Linked DNA regions of Mus musculus: region 1 is linked to region 2. The links are chromatin contacts, called in public HiChIP or PLAC-seq maps. All regions are on one chromosome and are shown on one strand. Each heading gives the region's core, a stretch centred on a gene start, on an enhancer-like site or on the middle of the called end of the contact. The rest is flanking DNA. Distances are from core to core; before and after follow the strand shown.

Region 1 (4,042 bases), core at 721-3,220, 390 kb before region 2:
ATTATCTGGGGATCCTTTTGCAATAATCCTGGTATGATTTTTTTTTTCTCTAGAAACTATTACTAGTCAACAACCTAGGGTTTCACCCTGTATGAGTCATATGGAGGTAAAGACTGCTTCCCTAATTCTAGCCTCCCTGACTCCGGAAGCACACAGCTGTGTCTTCATGGTAAGAGACTGTCCCCCTCTTATTTGGCTATCCACTCCCTCTGGAGTTGCCTGGGAATTGTTTTTGCTAAGGAGGGCAAATACAGAGCAATGGCAAAGCTCACTGTTTCTCTTTAGTTCCACAGGCTGTTTCCCAGTATCTGGAAACAGTTGTTTCTTGTGTTGTATCCAGTATTCTGCTTGTTAACTGTAGAATGGTAAAGCACATGTTTTACTCTCTCCTGCCTTGAAGCTGAGGTCTTTCATGGCATTTTGCTCATGACTTTAAAAATGGATAAAATATTTAGAAGGTCTCAGAAGGAAGAACAAAATGTTTGATATCCCTCATTAAAGATTCCCAGTTACATCTATAGTTAACAATTTTGTATTTTGTCTACTAAAGTCAGCCAAGATTCTACTAGTCAACTCCATCCCCCCTTCTGTGAGGGACACTTGGAAAATAGCCTAAGAGACCATTTCCTTAATAGAGTTCTAAAACACAGATCTCTAACTTCATGGGTAAATGTAGGTCTGGCATACATTAATAAGTTGCCAAAGACATGTGGGAATTTGTAAAATGACTCAGAGCCGCTAAAGCCCTGCCTAAACTGGATGGGAATGGAATCACTAAAGAGCTCATGTAAGTTGGTTATGCGAACATTGATCTTCTAAACAGCCCACTGGCTATTAAGTATATCCAGATCTAATTCTCCTTTATGTATGCCTCCTCTAAGACTGGCATTTGAACGCAAGCCCCCAAAGAAGATGAAGAACTCTTTCCCATACATTGAGCTATACGGTAGTATATGGTTAGGAGTCAGGCAGAGTATAGTGCTTCATTTCATGTGGCTGTTGAGGATAAGGTCGGGAACAGCTCGAAAGGGCCTTTCACAAGTCTCCCACATTTTTCCGTCTCTGCCTTTTTTTTTTCCCTCCCTTTTACAAACTTAAAGAGGATAGAAAGAGATGATGCTGATTCTACTCTTTTTGTTTGTTTATGTGTGTGGAAGAAGTAGACAACCCCAGTTTCTCTTTGAGTCAAAACTATCACAGTCGTCAGTTAACCTCAGGAATCGACCCTGTTCCTACATCAGGAATATGGAGATCTAGAGTCTACCTGTTTAGCTAAAGGGAACTAAAGTAAACAAAAACAAAACACAGGCAAGAACTCTTCGTTCGGATCAAGTTCGCCAGCGATTACTTATATTTTACTTTTCAGCCACTTATCCTGCGGGGAGTGGGGGTGGGGGTGCGCAGGGGCGCAGAGCTGGACACTCGCATACCAGGAGGCACAACTGTTTAAACTTTAGGCAAGCAGCAGAATGAAGAGCACAGACAGCATTTGGCCATCTATTTAACATGATGGTGACTCCTGAATGAGAGAAAAAGACGATCATATCGTGAAGACCAGTGAGTTTCTTGTCTACAGTCTTTTTGGACTCAGCTCAGACGGCTTTTGTGCCTTAAGATTTTTAAACCGGGGAGATACTTAAGGAAAAGTGTTCTAGCCAAGAGTGGCCTGAGAGCAGAGGGAGATTGGAGAGGGAAGAGCGCTGAGAAGCAAAGGTAGAAGTACGAAAAACCGCAGCGACAAAAAAAAAAAAAAAAAAAAAAAAAATAGGCCAATGATTTCTGCTGCTTGTCAGGGAAAATAGGCTCTAAAGAGACTTAAAGCTTACCATCGTCGGGGTCCAAACCTGGCACTTTTGGAGTTGAGTATGGTTACATATTTGCATTGTGACTTAGAAACAACCTCAAATCCCCGACATTGGCGCGCCTAAAGCGCCGCAGCCTTCCTTCCACTGACCCTCCGCGCCGCAGAGGCCTCCCAGCCCCTCGCCCCGCCTCCAGCCCCCTTGCCCCGCCTCCAGCTCCCTCGCTCCGCCTCCGGGCACGGCGCCTGCGCAGTCCCCTCGCTCCGCCCCGCCCCTGCCCGAGCCACCGCCGGAGAGGAGCTGGGGGAGGACGGTGGCCCGCGAGGTTCGAGCAGACAACGCGGCGGCGATGTCCGCGAGCCAGGCGAGCGCCGCGGCGGTAGCGGCGGGGCCTCGCGCGTGGCTGGGCGGCCTGGGCTGCGGCCTCCCCGCGGGTCCCTGGAAGCGGGCGCGCGGCCGGCGCGGGAGCAGAGGCGGAGGCCCCGGCGCGTCCTTCTGCCCCGCAGCCTGAGCCCGGGAGGCTGGAGGGCTCCGCTGCCCGAGGATGGGAATTCTCTTTACCCGGATCTGGAGGCTGTTCAATCACCAGGGTGAGGCTGGGCCGGGCGGGGAGGTCCCGGCCCTTGTCGGGCAGGAGGGTCGCCTTTGTCTCCGGGGAGCTGGGGAGAGGTTCCTCCCGCCATACACCCATTTCTCCGATTTGATCGCGAGCGCAAAAGGTGCCCTGCCCCACGCCGAGGGCCCAGCGCGCTGCCTGGCCTGCTTCCATCCCCGTCGCCTGCCCGCAATTGTGTTTGGGCCGCACGGGCAACAGCTGGGGTTCTAGAGTGAGGACCGAGGGCCCTGACCCTAGCGGCGCCACCGAGCCCACGGCTTGCAGAATGCGGAAAACTGGAACTAGTGCTGGATCCGTCTGGTTCGCTTTGGGGGGTGGGGGTGGGGGTGGGGGTGGGGGGGATGGGCGGGGAGACCCTCGCTGCGGAATAGTGATGGAGTGTCTCTCCTTTGCGCCGTTTGTCTCAGTGGTAAAGGTCAAGCCTAAGGTCGTTTTCTTTCTTAGGTTATTAGAAGGTTTTGGGTTTTGTTTTGTTTTGTTTTGTTTTTGGCCCTTGTTAAAGTGTTTCGCTGAAAGCTTTTAAAAGCCTGCCTCGGGAGGCAGGCTTCATTAGCATTAGGTAACTAGCAGGTTACTGTGTTAAGTTCGCCTAAATGCAGACATTTGCCACGGAAAGGCATAGGGGATTTATTAAAAAAAAAAATTACAAAATGGGTGTGTGATACTGGAGAGAATATGGTCCTAACAGAACTACATAGTTACTGAAATGAAATATAGTGCTTTTTTTTAAAAAAAGCTCTACTTGCAGTTCATTCCATCTGTCAAGCACGTACAGTTTTTCTCTTGTATAAGCTGGTAGCGTTGTCGCACCCCCACTTTTTCCAGTTAAAACTTAATGAACGGTGGCGCCTACTATTTAGAAGGAGCAGTTGCCGGGCTTGCTCCTCCTCTGGGATAGAGCTGGTTTTATGGGACTTGTAATCCCTAGTGGGTTCTGCTTTTTTTAATAATAATTTTTTTAAAAATGATACCTAAGATAACGGTACTAAATGAAGTGGAAGGCAATAAAGAGGATATTTCCATTAGCTCTGTCTGGTCAGCAGAGAACGTGTGACGGGGTAGTGGTTTCTAGTGGCTTCATAATTCTGTGGGTTTAGATACTCTCACCTAGCACAGGAGGGATTTGTGGGGTCTACAGTTTTTGAATATTTAATCTCTAGGTTTGAAGTACTAAAGGTTACATTGTTGTAGAACTGGTGATATTTGTGTGGGTAATAAGTGTTCTTATTCTAGTTCTGTCCTCTACAGTCTTGAATTTAGTGAGACTAGTGTTTCAGTTCTGCTTTGGTTTAGAAAGACCTTTTGCTTTAAAGTGTCTCTGGTACTGGTCTCACTTTCTTCTTTGAGTCAGTGACCAAACCGTTGCTGTAACTTAAAAAATGAATTAGAACTTTAAAAGAAACTCACCTAGTTGCACATGATAGCAGGAATGCATTGGTAGCAGCACAGATCTTGTGCTCTGCATTTTGTAGTAGCATTTGCCTGAACGTTTACTCAGAGTTTGAAAATTAACAAGAGGATTAATAGAGTCCAGTTCCTAGGAAATTACCAGTCAATAGAGTGAGATCGTGAAGAAAAAAAATCGTTAAATGGTCTCTTCCCAGCTCAGTAGCCTCACGGAATT
Region 2 (4,128 bases), core at 315-2,814:
TGTGCTGGGCTGACTAGTCAGTAATTCGTCCCAGATTGAAGCATTTGACAGGGTCTCAAGCCTCTGTGCTGTGCTCCTCACAAAGGCTGGGCTCGCTTCACTCCACCTTCAGGGCAGAACTGCTTTTTACTCAGGTTTACAGTTCTGTAGCATACACATTCAAAACATTACAAAAACAATGACTTCAAATCACCCCAACCCAGGAGAATTTGACAGCCTTTCAAGATCTCCCCACATGACTTCAATTCCTACCAGCTTTATGGTGTTTCCCCATTTCTGACGAATGTGTCTGTATTACCTCAGTTGGATTGCATGTACACGTCTACCAAATTTCAGAGCCCATCTTGACCAAATGGTCACACTGCGACTAGTTTCGGCTCAAGTTGGAAAAAGAGGCGGCAGGGCTGTGCATTTCAAATCCAGCTAATGAGATCCTCATGGCTGCAGTTTCTACCACAGAGAATACTGCTGAGAGGGAAAAATAGTCTACAGCCATGTGTTGCCTAGCAAGCAAAAAACCAAGATCTAGGTTGATTTTGCTTTGTCTGTTTTTTGTTTGTTTGTTTGTTTGTTTTGTTTATTCTGCACAAGAATAAGATGATCCCTCCAACAAGCAATCAAAAAAATTCTCTACTAAATACAATAATGAACAAAATGTAGCATCCAACTTAAATGATAAGGATTCAAGTGTTGTTCTGAGTGCTATAATGGGAATTCTGAGTTTTCTGTGTTAATATTCATTTGCTGGTCTTTTGTTCATCTTCAGCGTTTAGCCCAAGTCATTCCTTACACTTAACAAAAACAGCAAAAAGAACTTTCCCCATTTAACCAAAGGTCTAGGAACGTACTCCCATGACAGAAAGAGCCAAACCTGATGAACGTACTAAAAAGGACAAAGCATTTTCATCTTCTTTCCTGCACCAGCCACACTCGAGCCTTGTTAGAACAGTTGAAAGACAGAAAAGTTAAGCTGTACCCTGTAGCTCAGAGTCCACAGAGCTCAGAGATGCTGCAGGTCAGCCTGCATCATCTCACCTAAAACCTTACTGCCAGTGCAGTGGGAAAACAAAACAAAAACGTTATAGTAGTGTTTTAGTTCCATAAAGAAATACCCACCAGTCAGCGACCATATCTGCTTTGAAATCTTGAAATATATTTTTACAATGTTAGCACATCTTAACCTCTTTTTTGTTGTTGTTGAACAATATATTGTATAAAAGGATAGCCTTCAATTTTAAAAGAAAACTTTCTTTGTTTAATGGCATGCCAGTCACTGTCTCTCTAAAGTATTTTCTGTGAAAACACCAGCTTTGAACACACTAGAAAATTTCACTCCTTCCATTCAGTCCTCTATGATGTCAATGGATCGATATTCCCAACATGAAGCTCGCGAGTGAAGTTTCTTACCAAGCCATATGGAGTTATGAAAGATCCCGTTCTTGAATCCCCATCCGTGAGCCTCTTCCCACAGCAAGACGCATAAGCAAAGGAGGACGACCATCTCTTCGGTTGCAGAGCCGGTTACAATGTCGGGGCTGCCCACACGAAATTCTCAGAGCAGCGGCTGGAATGCGGCTGAAACATCTGGTTTCCACATCTTTTAAATAGTTTTTTTCGGCTGTGAGGTCAGCATGTATTCTCCAATGGCACTTTCCGTTGCGGAGTTACACAATTAGTTCAGTGTCTGAAGCAAGCCCTCTGACTCATTTGCATTGGCAACCAGAACGGAGGGCGGGGGATGAGCATCTACGTTTTAAAGTCTCTTTCTCAGAAACAAGTTCGTTTATTTCTGTCAGTCACCAGCACTTTTCAGTTAGAAAGTTTGTGGCGTTTGTTGCAGATTAAGAAGCGGTAAAAAAAAAAAAAAAAAAAAAGCCGAACTCCAGCGGAATTCTCTGAGAAATCCTGAAGGTCCTGTTTGAATTGTTAATTTGGGAGTCTGTGACTTGACCCTAATCTTCGTGGTCTTGAGTGTGATAGTATCGCTTTAGTTTTTGCTATACATTGCCAAATAAGTCTGTGAAGATTTATAACAAAGGTACAAAGGTGTATGTAGCTTGGCAAACCCAGCAAGACAGGACCCCCCCCCCCCGTAAATACACCAGTTTTGAGAAAAGGAACCCAGTTTGAGAGTCTTAGGACATTCTTGGACTATCTAAATATTTCGCTATGTTAACACAAGGCGTATTTTAAGTAGTTAGATACTAGCAGGTTTGAAGGACTCCTGCGGGGTGGGGGGTGGGGGGTGGGATGGCTAGACTCCTTACAGTCATAGCCTGCATGAAAATAGGCGGGAGCTCTTCACTACTGGTCAGAAGAATAGGATTTCGGTCATATTTCTGGTTCTGGGGGTAGACATGGCATCCTGAACTGCCTAGAAAGTCAGTCATTAATGGGTAACTAAGCCTGACTCTAGGAAATTTAAGATTACTATGTAGCAAGATTACTATGTAGCAAGAGGCTTGTCTGATACAGACCAGCCAGGCCCAATGGTACGGGACTGTAATTGCAGCAGGCCTGACCTACAAAACGGTCTCTTTCCAGAGATGCTTATGTGCCCACCCACTCAGCCTGTCCTCATGCCTGTCACTCTGGGCAACTTAATGAGACTGTCTCAGAATAAGAAAAGGAGACCGACTGTGGGAGAGGGAGAGGGGGAGGGGTACGGGGAGGGGGAGGGGGGAGACAGCTCAGCGGTAGAGCATGCCTATAACATGTGTAAGATCCTAGGTCCAATCATCAGTACCAGGCAGACACAAAGATATACCATACCATCCTCTTTCCTGTCAGAATCCACACAAACAGGCTCATCAATCATTTGAACACCACAAAGCCTCTCAGAAAAAACATCTGTTAAAAAAAAAAAAGCCAAAAAGCAAACAAAACAAAACAAAACAAAAGCCCCATGCGGATTGTGGTAGTAGTATCTCTGAACCTTTTGGCTATTGTGTACTATTTCTTTTGTTGTTGTTGTTTTCTTGGCGATAGGATCTCCGTCTATGTAGCCCCGGTTGTCCTAGAACTTGGCTATATAGATAAAGTTGGGCTCGAACTCCCAGAGGTCAACCTGCCTCTGCCTCTATCTCTGCCTCCTGAGTGCTGAGATTAAAGGTGTGTGCCACCGGGGCATCTGTGCCACCACAGCGGGCTCCCTCGCACCCTCAAGGGTGTGCTGTACTTGGTAGTGAGTTCTGCCTATTGTATACATGCTGGTGCTTCTCCTGAGTTCTTTTGCCATCGCTCACAAGTTGCGGAAAGAAGGCACCAGTCAAACATTCTGGTGACAGGTAGATGATGATGAAGTTAATGCAAGTATGGCCCAACTTTCCTAGATCCATTGAACTTGTTCGAAAATGATCAAAGTATGAGATGATCTGGGAAGGTCAGCATGCCTTCCAGCCCCCCAAATTCCCCTTCCCCACAAAAATGCAAGACGCTTAGGTGATGTGTCTGCTCACATCACACTGTTATAGAGGCATTTCCTGATGTTGGTTGATAGGCACTTTATGTAGCTTTCCTTTTTCTTGCTGCTCAGTCTTTGCTACTTAGCGTCTCTATTCCTATTTTAAAACATATTTTTAGATTTTGTGTGTGTGTTGCCTCATGAATGCCCATGCATAATGTGCATGAAGTGCCTAAAGAAGTCAGAAGAGAGCATCAAATTCCCTGGAACTTGGATGGCATATGGTTGTGGGCCATCTTGGTGCTGGGAACTAAACCTGGGTCCTCTGTAAGAGCAGTAAGTGGTCTTAACCACTGAGCCGTCTCTGTAGCTCCAGCTTCTCTACTCTCTCCCCTTCCTTCCTTCCTCCCTCCCTCCCTCCTTCCTTCCTTCCTTCCTTCCTTCCTTCCTTCCTTCCTTCCTTCCATTGTTTGTTTTTGTTTGTGACAGGGTATCTTTGTATCCTTGACTGTCATGAAACTCACTCTGTAGACCAGGCTGGCCTTGAACTCAGTGATCTGCCTGCATCTGCCTCCAGAGTGCTAGGATTAAAAGCATACACCACCGTGTCTGGTTATGGAGACATCTTTTTAGTGAACATCACAGGCTTATCCTGGTCTCTTCTTTTTTCAAAAGGGTATGGGGTAAAGAATTTACTGGACTCTTATCAAGCTACACCCATAGTT

Evidence for each region. HiChIP or PLAC-seq counts read pairs in DNA pulled down with a chosen protein or histone mark.
Region 1: an H3K4me3 HiChIP or PLAC-seq map of bone marrow-derived macrophages shows a contact between it and region 2, with 5 times the contacts expected there. The contact joins the promoter of A430018G15Rik here to the promoter of Tnfaip6 in region 2. A contact is called at or near these places in 1 of 115 datasets of contacts at active chromatin or transcription factors (bone marrow-derived macrophages) and 2 of 9 other capture datasets (adipose tissue and liver).

Annotation. Positions count from the first base shown.
Region 1 is chr2:52,422,940-52,426,981 of GRCm38.p6, reverse strand. It overlaps A430018G15Rik (RIKEN cDNA A430018G15 gene), which reads right to left and starts at 1,970. Exons shown (of 3, transcript NR_165461.1): 1 at 1,827-1,970. Arl5a (ADP-ribosylation factor-like 5A) reads left to right here and starts at 2,108. Exons shown (of 6, transcript NM_182994.2): 1 at 2,108-2,392. The coding sequence starts at 2,347.
Region 2 is chr2:52,035,549-52,039,676 of GRCm38.p6, reverse strand. It overlaps Tnfaip6 (tumor necrosis factor alpha induced protein 6), which reads right to left and starts at 1,564. Exons shown (of 6, transcript NM_009398.2): 1 at 1,408-1,564. The coding sequence starts at 1,501.